Linked DNA regions of Mus musculus: region 2 is linked to region 1. A link is a contact called in public HiChIP or PLAC-seq data. All regions are on one chromosome and are shown on one strand. Each heading gives the region's core, a stretch centred on a gene start, on an enhancer-like site or on the middle of the called end of the contact. The rest is flanking DNA. Distances are from core to core; before and after follow the strand shown.

Evidence for each region. HiChIP or PLAC-seq counts read pairs in DNA pulled down with a chosen protein or histone mark.
Region 2: a contact with region 1 is called in an H3K4me3 HiChIP or PLAC-seq map of embryonic stem cells, with 3 times the contacts expected there. The contact joins the promoter of Ccnf here to the promoter of Prss21 in region 1. A contact is called at or near these places in 1 of 39 promoter capture datasets (the HPC-7 cell line), 3 of 115 datasets of contacts at active chromatin or transcription factors (embryonic stem cells and pancreatic cancer cells) and 1 of 9 other capture datasets (adipose tissue).

Annotation. Positions count from the first base shown.
Region 1 is chr17:23,865,014-23,871,768 of GRCm38.p6, reverse strand. It overlaps Prss21 (protease, serine 21), which reads right to left and starts at 3,697. Exons shown (of 6, transcript NM_020487.4): 1 at 3,572-3,697; 2 at 3,444-3,470; 3 at 2,988-3,153; 4 at 2,127-2,410. The coding sequence starts at 3,674.
Region 2 is chr17:24,248,888-24,255,642 of GRCm38.p6, reverse strand. It overlaps Ccnf (cyclin F), which reads left to right and starts at 4,234. Exons shown (of 17, transcript NM_007634.4): 1 at 4,234-4,348; 2 at 6,238-6,392. The coding sequence starts at 4,333.

The DNA.
Region 1 (6,755 bases), core at 2,448-4,947:
GATCTCAGAAGTGCTCTACCAAGCCAGCAAGATTGTTATCTACTTCACAGAAGAGGAAACTGAGGCACAGTTCAGCCAAGTGTCTTGTTCAAAGTGTCCCAGTCAGCACACAGCAAAGAAAACGTTGCCCCAGTTCCAGGGTGAACAGAAGTATATTCACACCAGAGATGTGCTACCTGTCTCGTGTGAACCAAAATTAAGAATGAAGCCAGGAATCAAGGAGACAACCACCACTGCCATGCCCATCCATTCTGCACCTGGAACGTGGGCAGCAAAGAAGGCCTGGAAGGGTCCTGGGCTCACCCTTCTAGGAGAAGGAAATGGTCTCCTACCAAACAGGCAGACTGACCACTGCATCCTCTTCTCCCTGCCAGTTCCAACTGTCTGACCTTGGGGAACTCCCTTATGTTGTCTGAGCCATGGAACCTGGTCTTGCCTCCGATACTAGTTCTGGGGCCTTGGACACTTTCCATAGCGCTCTCAATTTCCTCAGTGGGTAATGGTTCTTGCCATTAGGTCTAATTTTGATCCTCAAGACCCGCATGGTAAAAGGAGAGGACAACTCTTCCACATGGGCCATTGATTGTACCCCCATCACCTACAAAGCATAGGGCTGGAGAGACAGCTCGGCAGTGAAGAGCACTTACAGCCCTTTCAGAGAGCATGGGTTCAGTTCCCGGTACCCACAGGGAGCTCACAACCACCTGCAGCTCCAGTTCCAAGGGAGCCAACGCCCTCTACCAGCCTCTGCAGGAATTGCATGCATGCGGTAAACATACATACACACACACACACACACACACACAAGCCCACAAACACACAAGCCCACAAACACACATAAATTTTTTGCTGTTGTTTTGTTTTTTTTTTCAAGACAGGGTTTCTCTCTGTAGCTCTGGCTCTCCTGGAACTCACTCTGTAAACCAGGCTGGTCTCGAACTCAAAAAGATAGGCCCACTTCTGCCACCTGAGAGCTGGGATTAAAGGTGCCACCACTGCCTGTCCCTTCCGCCTTTTTAAATAAATGTTCTTAAAACAAAATAAATAGATGCAATCCCTCTAAAGGAGGCTGGAGAGATGGTTCAGAAGTTAAGAACACTTTCTCCATCATGAGGACGAATTAGGATCCCGGTATTACTGAAAGGTTCACAAACACCTCTAACTTCAGCTCCTAGGGATCCCACACCCTCTTCTGTCCTCTGTGGGCATCTGCACACACACGCACATCACTGAGACATGCGTGCACACATACAAATCAAATCAAATACTTCAAATCCCTTTCTTAAACCTACACTCTTGGGCTAGGGAGCTAGCTCTAAAGGACCCAAGTTCAATTTCCAGCACCCGTATGGCAGTTCACTAATGCCTATAACTCCAGCTCTAGGGGAATCTGAGACACGCACCTGCAGGCAAAACACTCATATATATAAAAAAAAATAAAATAAAATGAAGTTTTTTTTTTTTTAAATTATGCCGTTGCCTTGATGCACCAGGGTCCCCAAGCCTGCAAGCCAAGCACGTGACCTGCAGGGAAGGAGCCGAATCTATTACTACGACGCTGGTTAGGGGGCATTGCAGAGATGGACCAGGTCAGAGAGAACTGAGCAGGGTCACTCCAGGATGTAAGAGCTAGGGCACCTAGAGGGAAACCGTTCTCAGTGCTCCTTGGGGTGGGGGTGGGGGCTTTGTGCAAGGGTTCCTGCTGAGCTGCAGGCAGGCACGTGATTAGACCTCCAAAGGGATTTCAGGGGTGCACCAAGAAGGAGTGTGCACAGTCGGAATTTTGGGTGGGTGGAGCAGGCAGAGTGAGTGTGTTTCCTGTCTCTCACTGATGATTGATTGGTGCCTGCCAAAGTGGGTAGATCATAAAAGCTGTGTTGTAGAAGCCATCCTACAGGCCCTATGAGGTCCCCACCCCTTCAGGCCTCCCTGGCACCTCTGAGTTCCTGTCTGGGAGGAAAGGACTAGCTCCTGTCCTTCTTGCAAGCAGAAGTAAGGAAAATAAACAAGAAAACGTTGAGTGAGCGAGAGGGGGCTCCGTGGGGCCTCAGAGCCCAGGGAGGGAGGGCTAATGTGAAAGGTTAGGGTAGTGCCCCTCTCCCCAACCCGTCTGTACCCAGCCTCACTCTCATCTTCTCCAATAGCCCCCCAGCCGGTCACCCAGCAGTCAGTTCGGTTCTCAAACTTGTACGTGGAGTTCAGGAGGCAGATGGGCTGGATGAAGTTATTGTAGGTGACTGGAGATGACAGCTTCAGCAGGGCTATGTCATTGGGATACTGCTCCGAGTACTTGGGGCTCAGGAAAATATCTTCTATTTGGTAACGGTTGGAATAGGCCTGTAGGTTCCAGAGAGATGGCCTGGATGTCAGCTCACCAAACTGGACTGTCCAGTCAAAAGGATCGTTATCCCTGACAGAGAAGGAGAGAGCAGTTCAAGCCACCTGAGCTCAGCTGGGCCTCTCTCTGAGGCGACGACTACCTCACGTTCATCCTTAGCATAACTGCCCAGTCCTTATGGGCCAAAAAGCCTCCTATAGGGGCCACAGAACCCAGAGAGGCTGGGCAAGAGAGCCCTTGCTCCCGGGCACTGAGTGAAGAAGCAGAAGAGTGGCTACCCCAGTGGTCCTGTGTCTGTTGGAGTAGTCCTAAAGACAGAAGGTGAGTCAGCCTAGGGGAGCCCCCAAAGGAGCTGTAGTCCCCAAAGGAGCTGAGCAAGTGTGGGGACTAGTGTAGGGATATTTGGGAAGGACTTGAAGGAAAAAAAGAGCAGTCAAAGCACTCAAAGGGAATGAGAATGTCCTGAAAGAACATTCTAGAAGAACTGGAAGAGGATTCCCTTTCAGGGGCAGTAATGTAAATCTTACAGATCTAACCCATTTCAGCTACTCCTGAGGCTGCACTAAAAAGCTTACCCAGGTGTCAAACTCAGGGCCAAGGTTACTAACCTTCCCACCCCTCAGCTGCCCAGGCTTGACTCCAGACTCACTTTTGGAAGCAGTGGGCAGCTGTAAGCACCCAGCGGCGGTTGAGCAAGGTTGCGCCACATAAGTGGTTGCCCCATACACGCAGGCTCCCTTGCCACGGCCAGCGGCCAAGCTCAGCATCATCGCCACCCACTATACGGGAAGGGATGGTCCTGTGACCGCAGGGCCCTGTGAGGAGGATCAGACCGGAGCAGAGATTTTTTTTTCCCCTCCCACCCACCACCACTGACACTTTTTAAGCCACGGGCAAGGAAAGGGAGGGACTTCCTGAGGGTCTGCTGGGACACCCTCCATATGATCGGTGTGCACCTGCCCCCAACACCCCCACCCCGGGGCAGGGGTGTGCGTTATTATCAAACACAGTTGAGTTCTCGATCCTGGGGCAAAGGAGAGGAATACTTGAGGTGCACCCCCGACGCAGGCCCACCACGCAGGAAAACACGTTCTGAGCACCTTACCTGACAATAGGTCGGGTTCCTGCAGTTCTGGGTGGAAGGGAGAGAAGAATAAGCGACACTTCGCCCTCACTTCCCCATCTGCCTGTCACTGCCCCCAGTCTCACAACAGTACCCCCAGAGCAGCTCACCGGGTTTCTCAGGATCCACCTGCAAATAGGTTGACTGTAAGGCCATCGCCGCAGTCGCCACAACCACCAGCAGTGGCACCAACGTCTTGCCCCGCGCGCCCATGGCCACCTCTCCTGCCACCTGGCACCCCCTCTTACTTCCTGCTACGCCAGGCCCGCGCCCACTCTGAAGAAGACGCCAATCCCTAGGCCCAAGGATTGTCTGGGGACCGTGGTGTCCTAACACTGTCTTCCAGGGCATCCATTATAGCTGTTGGTATGGCACAGCAACCTTAGTGAACGGGAGCAGTCCTTGTGTATTCTGAGCTCAGTGGGTGGCGGTTGCCTCCCCTGTTGCCTTCTGCCCCCTGCCCACGACTTCCTTCAGGATCAAGCTTAGCCAGAGATCCCCTCAGTTAGGTCCATGAGTAATACTTCTGAGGCCTGTCCCTGTTGGGATCAGCCAAGAACTTGCTCCTTCACAGGACTATATTGGCAAAACCGAGGCACCTGTGCTTTCTCCCTTAGCAGGCCAGCCCTGAGCCCTGCCGCCTTCGGCTACTGCTGCTTCTCTTTAATAGCCTTCCTCCTTGTCGCGTCTTTTTAAATATAGTTTCTTTTCTTTTTTCTTGTTCTCTATCTTTGTTGGTTTTGTCGTTGTTTGTTTTTCTTTTCGAGTCAGTGATTTATTTTGCATCCCACACTGGACACAAGTCTATGATTCGACTAGGTTTACAGACATGTGCCTCCTAGAATTTCTTCACACACACACACACACACACACACACACACACACACACACACACACACACACGTAAAGACTATCAAAAGATTTTAAGACTATCAAAAGATTATGAAGAGATATTATTATTTTGTTTTTCCATACAGGGTTTCTCTGCATAGCCCTGACTATCCAAAAACTCACTCTGTAGACCAGGCTGGCCTGGAACTCACAGAGATCTGCCTGCATCCTGGCTGGAATGAAAGGCGTGCGCTACCACCACCCAGCAGAGAGAAAGTTTTTAATTAAACATTTATTTTTCTCCTTTTTTGTGGGGCTTGTTTGGTTTTAGGGTTTTGTTTTGTTTTGCTTTTGTTTGTTTGTTTGTTTGTTTTATGGGGTGTTTGGTTGGTTGGTTTTGAGGCAGAGTCTTACTACAATAGCTCTGTCTGTCCTGGAACTCTCTATGTAGAACATGTTGGTCTTGAAGTCACATTGATCTTCCTGCCTCTGCCTCATGAGTGCTGAGACTAAAGCCATATGTCACCATGTTCAGTTTATTTTCTCTGAAAAAAAAAATTGCTTGTGAGTGTGTGTGTGTGTGTGTGTGCACGGGCTTCCACACGTGCATGCGCAACCATTTACATGTCCATATCGGAGAGGCAAAACCAGGGATTTAAGGCATACGGTGCCATGCCTGGCTAGCATGGGCTTAGTACATGCAGACATGGTGCAGCAATCAGACTAGGTTAAATGGTTAGATCCATACCATTCACCGTTTCTTTGTGCTGGAAATTTTCTCTCTACTATTCTGAAACAATGGTTGTTGCCCATAGTTCACCCCTCATGTTTTGGTACTTTAGAAATTACTCTTTCTACCCTGGGCCCCATCACTCAGCCCTCTCTCCACCACCCTCCTCTGCGGCACCCCTGACTCTGGCTACCTCTCTCTGGTTCTACACTTTGAGATTAACTTTTATGGTATTTGATTTTTGTTTCGGGTTTGTTTGATTGTGATGAGATGAACCTCGGGGCCTTGTACACGCTAGGCAGGGCCTTTCCCAATAAGCAACATGCCTGGCTCTTGGTATTTATCCTGTGTCTGATTTAATTCACTTATGCAATGTCCTATAATCTCATCCATCATGTTGCTGCAAAGGACAGGATCTTGGTCTATTTGTGGCTGAATAATATTCAATTATGTGTTTGTACCACAGTCTTTATCCTGCGTCCATTGACAGATGTCCCTGCTGAGCCAGTGTTCTGGCTGCTGTTCTGGCTGCTGTTCTGGCTGCTGTTCTGGCTGCTGTTCTGGCTGCTGTTTCAGTGAACAGGTTCAGACTGAAGGTCTGGGTTAAATATTTTTCATCTTTCAATTAATTTCTTTACTAATGTACAAATGTAGGCTGTGTCAATATTTTCATCCTGTGTGCACCATTGTGCTTCATGCATGTTCTCCCACAGTCTTTGCCCCTTCCCACTTTCCCACTGGTCCCCTTCCAAGTAACAAAATCTTACTGGAGGTCTAGAGAAAGAAGGCTCAGCAGTGAGGGGCACTTGCTGCTCTTGCCTAGGACCTCAGTTTGGCTCCCAACCCTCACAGGGCAGCTCACAAACATAGGTAAGTCCAGTTCTAGGAGATTTGACCTCTGATATATGTGGTATACACACACACACATTCATGCACACATATACACACATGCATACACATACACACACGTGCACACACATACACACACATGCACACATATACACACATACATACACACATAAATACATATACATACATACACACACATACATGCATATACACATATACACATACATAAATGCATATTACACACTCATAAATACACATATACACACATACATAAATACATATACACATACATATATACATACATACTGGCAAAAAACTCTTACACATACATTTTTTATTAAAAAATAGTATTTAAATTTAGATTCCACATGAATGAAAACATGTGGTGTTCATCTTGTGGTTACCACTTCTCCTTTTTAAAAACTTTTTATCAATTCTTTGTGAATTTCACATCATGCACTCCAATCCCACACATCTCCCATCTGCTTGTATCTGTCCTCCACTCTTGCAACCTCCTCTCAAAAGAAAATAAAAACAAAATTAAAATAAAAACAGTCAACAACAAAATCTTGCCCTGGAAGCTGTAGTGTATCCTGACCCGCGGGGACCTAGTTATTCGTGGGATCGAGGGGGACCAACCCTGAAAAAGAAACAGGTGAGAAAAGGGAGTGAGACCAAGCAAATAGTTGTCAAGGTGTGTTTAATGGAGGCTGGGAGCCTGATTATAAGCACACAGTGAGAGAAAATAGGGAGGGGCTGAGGGGGAACAATCAAAGCACAGAGAGAGGGATGGACATCTGGGGCGGATGCTGAGTGCAGGCTTCAAACATCTTGCAGCTTATCTTGGAATGCCAGCTCTATCTTAACAGTCCCAGGCGCCAAGT
Region 2 (6,755 bases), core at 2,985-5,484, 380 kb before region 1:
ACACATCTGACTTGGTGTGTCACGGTCACACTGCCCTTAGACACATCTGACTTGGTGTGTCACAGTCACAGCACCCTTAGACACATCTGACTTGGTGTGTCATGGTCACACTGCCCTTAGACACATCTGACTTGGTGTGTCACAGTCACAGCACCCTTAGACACAGAATATTTTTCTTTCTCAGTCAAGGCTGTTGGCAACAACTTACAACTAAAACTTTAAAACACAAGAATGCCTGGAAGGATGTATTTCAAGTTTTGAAACAGAAGAACAGATAATCCAAACTATACTCAGCAATAACTGGCAAAGCAATCTCTCATAACTGAAGGAGAAACACAAACCTTCCCTGGTTTAAAAAAAAAAAAATCATCACTAAGCCACTACAAAGAGAGTTGAAGGAATTCGTAGGCTTTTGAGAAAAAAAAAAAAAACAATTCCTCCAGAAGGCCGCAAGAAAGAATGAACTGGGGCTGGAGAGATGACTTAGCATTTAAGAGCATAGCTGATAATATCCATAACTCCAGTTCTAGGGATCTTACTCTCTTCTGACCCCTGAGGGCACCAGCCATACGTGTGATGCATGTATATACATTTAGGCAAAGCACTCATACGCATGAAAATAAAATATTTTTAAAAGAAATAAACCATGATAGAATGGTAATTAAAAGCAAGAGGAGTAGTAATCACACATTACAAAATCAGAAAGAAGGCAGAAACCAACACACACCTTTTAATTACAACTAATTATCTACTCAGATCAGTAGATTGGATTTGAAGATAGGAACCATTTATTTATTGCCTGAGAAACCAATCTCATAGAAGACAGACAGTACCTGACAGTGAAAGGATTGGAACGGACAGTCTGAACAGATGGACTGAGGAAACCAGCAGGCAGGGCTGGTCTAACGCCTGACAAAATAGACTTCAAATCAAAACTAGTGGAAAAAAAAATAATCAAGGTCCCTTCCTACTGATTAGGGGCCGTCAAAACAAAACAAAACAAAACAAAACAAAACAAAACAAAACAAAACAAAACAAAACCTCTACACTTCTAAACAAATGCTCCAAACACAGGTGTACCCAATGTTATAAAATAAATGCTACTAAATATAAAGTCACAGCTTAACCCCAGAATGACAGTAGTGGATAAATTCTAGACTCTTCTCATCCCAATTTGAAGATCATCTTGATAGAAAAATAGAGAGAATAAAAAGAACTTGACAGACATCTATAGAACATTCAAGCCCTGCAGAGGGTCTTCTCAGCAGCCCATGCAACCTTTCTGCCATACACGATGGTTTCTTGATCTTTTCTTCAGGTGTCTGTTGTGCATAATTCCACATTATTCCTAGATCCTTCATAATGGAGACTTCCCTGGGCTCTGCCGCATCTCACGCTCCCTTCAGCCTCTTCTGAGTCTGCGAGGTCTCCCAGGATCCCCTACTACCTAACTTTTGCACACTTTGCCTTCTGTAGCCTGTGATCCTGGAGTCTTCCTCATCCCCAGGCTGTCAACTAACATTTCATTAAGTAATCTTTGAAGGGCTCTAGCAGGCTCGAATGTGGCAAACATGGCACCCACAGGTTTTGCCCTTTCCCCTCCCCTCTCCCTTGCTAAACTGTTAGATCACATTCCTAAAGCTACCCCACCCCCACCCCCAAGGTCCATTCGATTATTTGGCCACTTTGCTCTGCCTGTCTCATTCCTGAGACTGATCACCAAAGTCCAACTATCAAAACACAAGGACCAGCAATCAAAATTCATTACTTTGACTAACCTAGTTAAAATGCCCAATCAGAACTTACCAACATGTCCTACCTCATTCTAACACAGACCTCCACCTTTTTGCCTCTTAAAATTAATACTTGCAAACTTATTTGCTACAGTGTCTGCCCATTCAGATTCAGCCACCTTGTCTCTTTGCCTTGCTTAATAGATCTCTTTACATTTGGTTTGTGCTTGGAAATTGCTGCTTGGATGTGGTCTGTGCCTCCCTGAAATACATGGGCTCCTCAGCTCCCAAGAGCTGACTTTCCTGAGATTTCTCATCCCATGAAGCCCAATGGGGATGGATATACCTCATACTCTGGTGGAGTAGCTCTTAGCCATAGGGGTTCAACAGTGGTAGGACCAGGAGGCAGGACATGATCAGATCTACAGCCAAGAGAACACCTGGTTCCTAAAACATAAAAATATTTTGGCCAAGTGAAGTTGTCTTAGTTAGGGTTTTACTGCTATGAACAGATGCCATAACCAGCACAACTCTTATAGGGACATTTAATTGGGGCTGGCTTACAGATTCAGAGGTTCAGTCCATTATCATCAAGACGGGAACATGGTAGCATCCAGGCAGGCATGGTGCAGGAGGAGCTGAGAGTTCTACATCTTCATCTGTATCAGTATTCTGCTAGCACTGGCTTCCAGGAAGCTAGGATGGGGGTCTTAAAGCCCATACCACAGTGACACACCGACTACAACAGGAACACACTTTCTAATAGTGCCACTCCCTGGGCCAAACATATTCAAACGTGACAGAAGTGGTACCTAACTATAAGCCAACAGTCAGGAAGCTGGAGCAGGACAGACCTCACGTTATAGGTCAGCCTGGGCTTCGTGGGGTTTTCTAGTTTGCTTTCTGTTCTAACAAACAACAGGACCAAAAACAATTTATTTGTCTTACACTTCTAGGTCACAACCCATCATTGAAGGAAGTCAGAGCCGGAGCTCAACCAAGGCAGGACCATGGACCAGTGCTGTCTGGCTGATGCTCAGCTAGCTTTCTTATATAGCCTAGACACACCTACCTAGGGATGGCACCACCAGAGGTGGTGAGAGGCTGAACCCTCTCAGTCATCAATCATACCAATCCCTCACAGACATGGCCACAGACCAGTCTGATATGGGCAATCACATAACTGAGTCTCCCTCAGATGACTCTAAGCAGTGTCAGGTTGTTAGCTGAAGGGCATTGGGAGACCCTTTATCAAAACCAACAAAACCCGCCTCCAATAAATAATAGAAACTGAAATTGAGTAGGATACAAAACAAGGTAGAGCAAAAAAAAAAAAAAAGACAACTGATCAACTGATGACTTTGTAACTCTGATTAACCAGGGGACCAGATAGATTGTTATGTATTCTGAAATGTGATGGACAGCGGGTTTGCTCATTGTTAGATTTAGTTTTTTTAATACCTTCCAGAGGCTACCAAAAGCAAATTCTGAAAACAGCACTTCTGTCCCAAGTAACAAAGTACAAAAGGAGGAAGATAAAAAAGTAACAAAGTAGCTGGGTGGTGGTGCCACATGCCTTTAATCACAGCACTCGGGAGGCAGAGGCAGGCGGATTTCTGAGTTCAAGGCCAGCCTGGTCTACAGAGTGAGTTGCAGGTCAGCCAGGGCTACACAGAGAAACCCTGTCTCGAAGAAAAGAAAAAGTAACAAATTGGAAAACAGTATAGTCTTCCGGAAAAGAGACAGTGTGAGGGTTCCCCATGGAGATCAGCAGCAATGGGGAGCAAATCCCAAGTCTTGCTCTAGGGTTCTCTAATATTCTGTGCTGTGAACAGCCATTCCCTATTAACTGTCTCAGACCCACTAGAGGTCTTGCTATCCAGCTTCCAGCACAGGTCAGATACAGTGAGCATGCTGGCTTCGGGGAGGGGATGAAGGCTGACCCAAGCTGTGGGGATAAGCCTGGGCCTATTCCTCGCTCTCCACCCTCAAGAGACCACTTGTCTTTTCTCGACAGATCATCTCATGAGAATACGGAACATGTACTCGAGTGAACACATCGCTCAGCAGACTGTGACTGTGGCTGTGGCTGCCCGGCATCGGAGCCCAGCTTCTGCAATTTCCACATCAGTGTTGGAGTTGGCGCCTCCAAATGCAGTCTCCTCGGCCGGAAGCTCGCGTGGGAGGGACAGGTAGTAAGCCACGACCAACTCCGGACGGTAGGACAAGTCTTGGAGGGAGAAGACCAGCCCTCTCTGCCTCCGGGCGGGCTTTTTAGGATAGCCCGCCGGCGCCAGCTGAACTCCTCCGTCCCCCGCCCAGCGGAGAAGGCGGGTCAACCACGAGCGATAAGCCAATAGACAGCCAGCGTTTGAATTCGCGTCCTGGTGTAGCCAATCACAAATGCCCAGAGCCTGCGGGGCAGGAGAGGCTAGTGATCTGGGGGGCGTAACTCTGTGGTCCTACCAGTAGGAGCTCCCGGCGCGTTTGAAAACGGGGCGGGGGTGGGGCCCGCGCCTGCGTGAGGCGCTCCGTGCACTTGCCCCAGGCGCGGGCGCGCTTGAGAGCGGTCTAAAGCGGCAGTGGAGGGAGCTCGGCGATGGGGAGCGGCGGTGGTGAGTGCTGGCGGGAGCCGGGTAGGCGATAGGTCATACGGAACGGAGGCCGGAGGAGCATGGACTCGGGCCCCTGTGACCCGGGAGTGCGCGTCGCATCCCCCAAAGCACGGGGTAGGCACGTATCCCCGACTGCGAGCCCGCCCGCGCGGTTTAAATGCCCGCCCGGCGCCTATGCCTCTCCTGTTACCCCAGGGCTATTTAGGTTCTCTACTTAGCAAACTACGATTTTACTTATCTGTGAAGTCGTGGGCAATCCACACGATATAGAGCGATCTCAGGCCCTGTCCGGACTCTTGTGGGCGGCTTGATCACCTGAGGGTTGGCTGAGGCCACAGGATCTGCCCCGTGAAAACGTCTCACGACCTGGGGGTGCGATTTCACTTGTTAGAGTGGTTAAACACTTCCAGACATGCTCTAGAGCACACGAGTCAAGAAACTGTTATGATAATATTCTTAGAATGTTTGGGAATTATAGCTCTCTGGGTATACATTTGGCCTTTGCTGTAAATTTGGTTTCCAATAAGACTCAGGTGAAGAGTTTGGGAGTGGACAGTCTCTTAGAGACCTCCTGATGGAAAGCCCGAGGTCAGCCACTTTTGCCTCAGTGTGAGGAGGAAAAATAGGTAGAAAGATAGGCGCATTTATAAGTAGGAAGGCAGGACCTTGGGGGGGGGGGGTAATGTGGGGGCCCTTTGTGAAATAGGGAAAAAAGCCATAGGCGTTGAATGAAGAATGAATTGCTGAAGTAAATATTGGAACAACCCACTGTGGAGGAGAAGAGCTCATCTGAAGAGCATGTCTGGGTCCAGTTGCTGTGTGCCTGAGTTCTCAACATGTGGGCGCGACTCCATTGGGGGGGTCACACGACCTTTTCACAGGAGTTGCAGATCAGACATCCTGCATATCAGATATTTACATTAAGATTCATAACCGTAGCAAAATTACAGTTATGAAGTAGCAATGAAGGTATTTTATGGTTGGGGGTCACTGCAGCATGAGGAACTGAGTGTATTAAAGGGTCCACGGTGCTAGGAAGGGGTGATTTTGCACTGTAAGCTGAGTGTGGAAGACCCCTCTGTTTGGGGACTGGGGAGCTCTCACCATCTGCCAAGCTGAGAGCTGCTCTGGGATGGATCTGGCCTCCATGTTCTACAGAACGGCCTGCTAATTTGAGTTCCCAGTCTATGCTATGCAAGTCCCTTGGTCAACCATATGCTGATAGTCACATGTTCAAATATAAACAATGTAAGCTGGCCATAGTGACTAATACTTAGAATGCAGTACTTGGCAGGTAGAGGTAGGGGAATCAGGAGTTCAAGGGTAACCTCAGCTAATGTTAGTGAATTTGAGGCCAGCCTGGGCTATAGCAAAAGTCCAAGGGATCTTACTGACTGGTTGTGAGCTAGCCTTCACTGCTGAGCAGTTTCTTGGCCCCAAAAGTACCTTCTTGAGTACAGTTCAAGGAAAACTGAATGTTCATCAGTGTCGACTGCTTTCTCCAGCTCTGGTTGTCATGTAGATCTTGGATTAGAAAATTTCCAACATTCAAGTTACATGTTACCTGATATTCTCCCTGAATATTTATTGGCTATAAAAGGAATGGTGGTATCTTTTTTGTTGTTTTGTTTTTTGAGACAGGGTTTTCCTGTATAGCCCTGGCTGTCCTGGAACTCACTCTGTAGACCAGGCTGGCCTCGAACTCAGAAATTCACCTGCCTCTGCCTCCCGAGTGCTGGGGAATGGTGGTATCTTAAGTAATTCATATGGTACACTTTATTTAATTTTAAAACTAGTCTCTTGTGTGAATAGAGGACAGTAACGATTAAATCATCTTTAGATGCAACTTTTTATCTCACCAAGGCTTGTGAATTTTTTTTCCCTTTAAGTGATCCATTGTAGGTGTGCCAAGTGTTTCTGTTATCCTACTAAACGAAGAATCAAAAGAAGACCCAGAAACTTAACCATCTTGAGTCTCCCAGAAGATGTACTCTTTCATATCCTGAAATGGCTTTCTGTTGGGGACATCCTTGCTGTCCGAGCTGTAAGTTACCATATGGAAACAATACTAATCCTAGTGTTGTTGGTCATACTGTAAAGCTCTTGTGTACATTTATGTGTGTGTGTGTGTTTTTAAAATTTCATATGCATTTGTGTTTTGTCTGCATGTATAATTGTGTGAAGGTATTAGATCCCCTGGAACTGGAGTTACACACAATTGTGAGCTGCCACGTGAGTGCTGAGAATTGAACCTAGGTCCTCTGGAAGAGCTCTTGATGCTGAGTCATCTCTCCAGCCCCAGATTGCATGTTTTTAAATGTCAGCATTCAACTTTGATGCAAAAGAATTGCGTGGTTTAATCGTTTTTTTTTTTTTTAATTTTTATTTTTTGAGTGTTTTGCCTGCA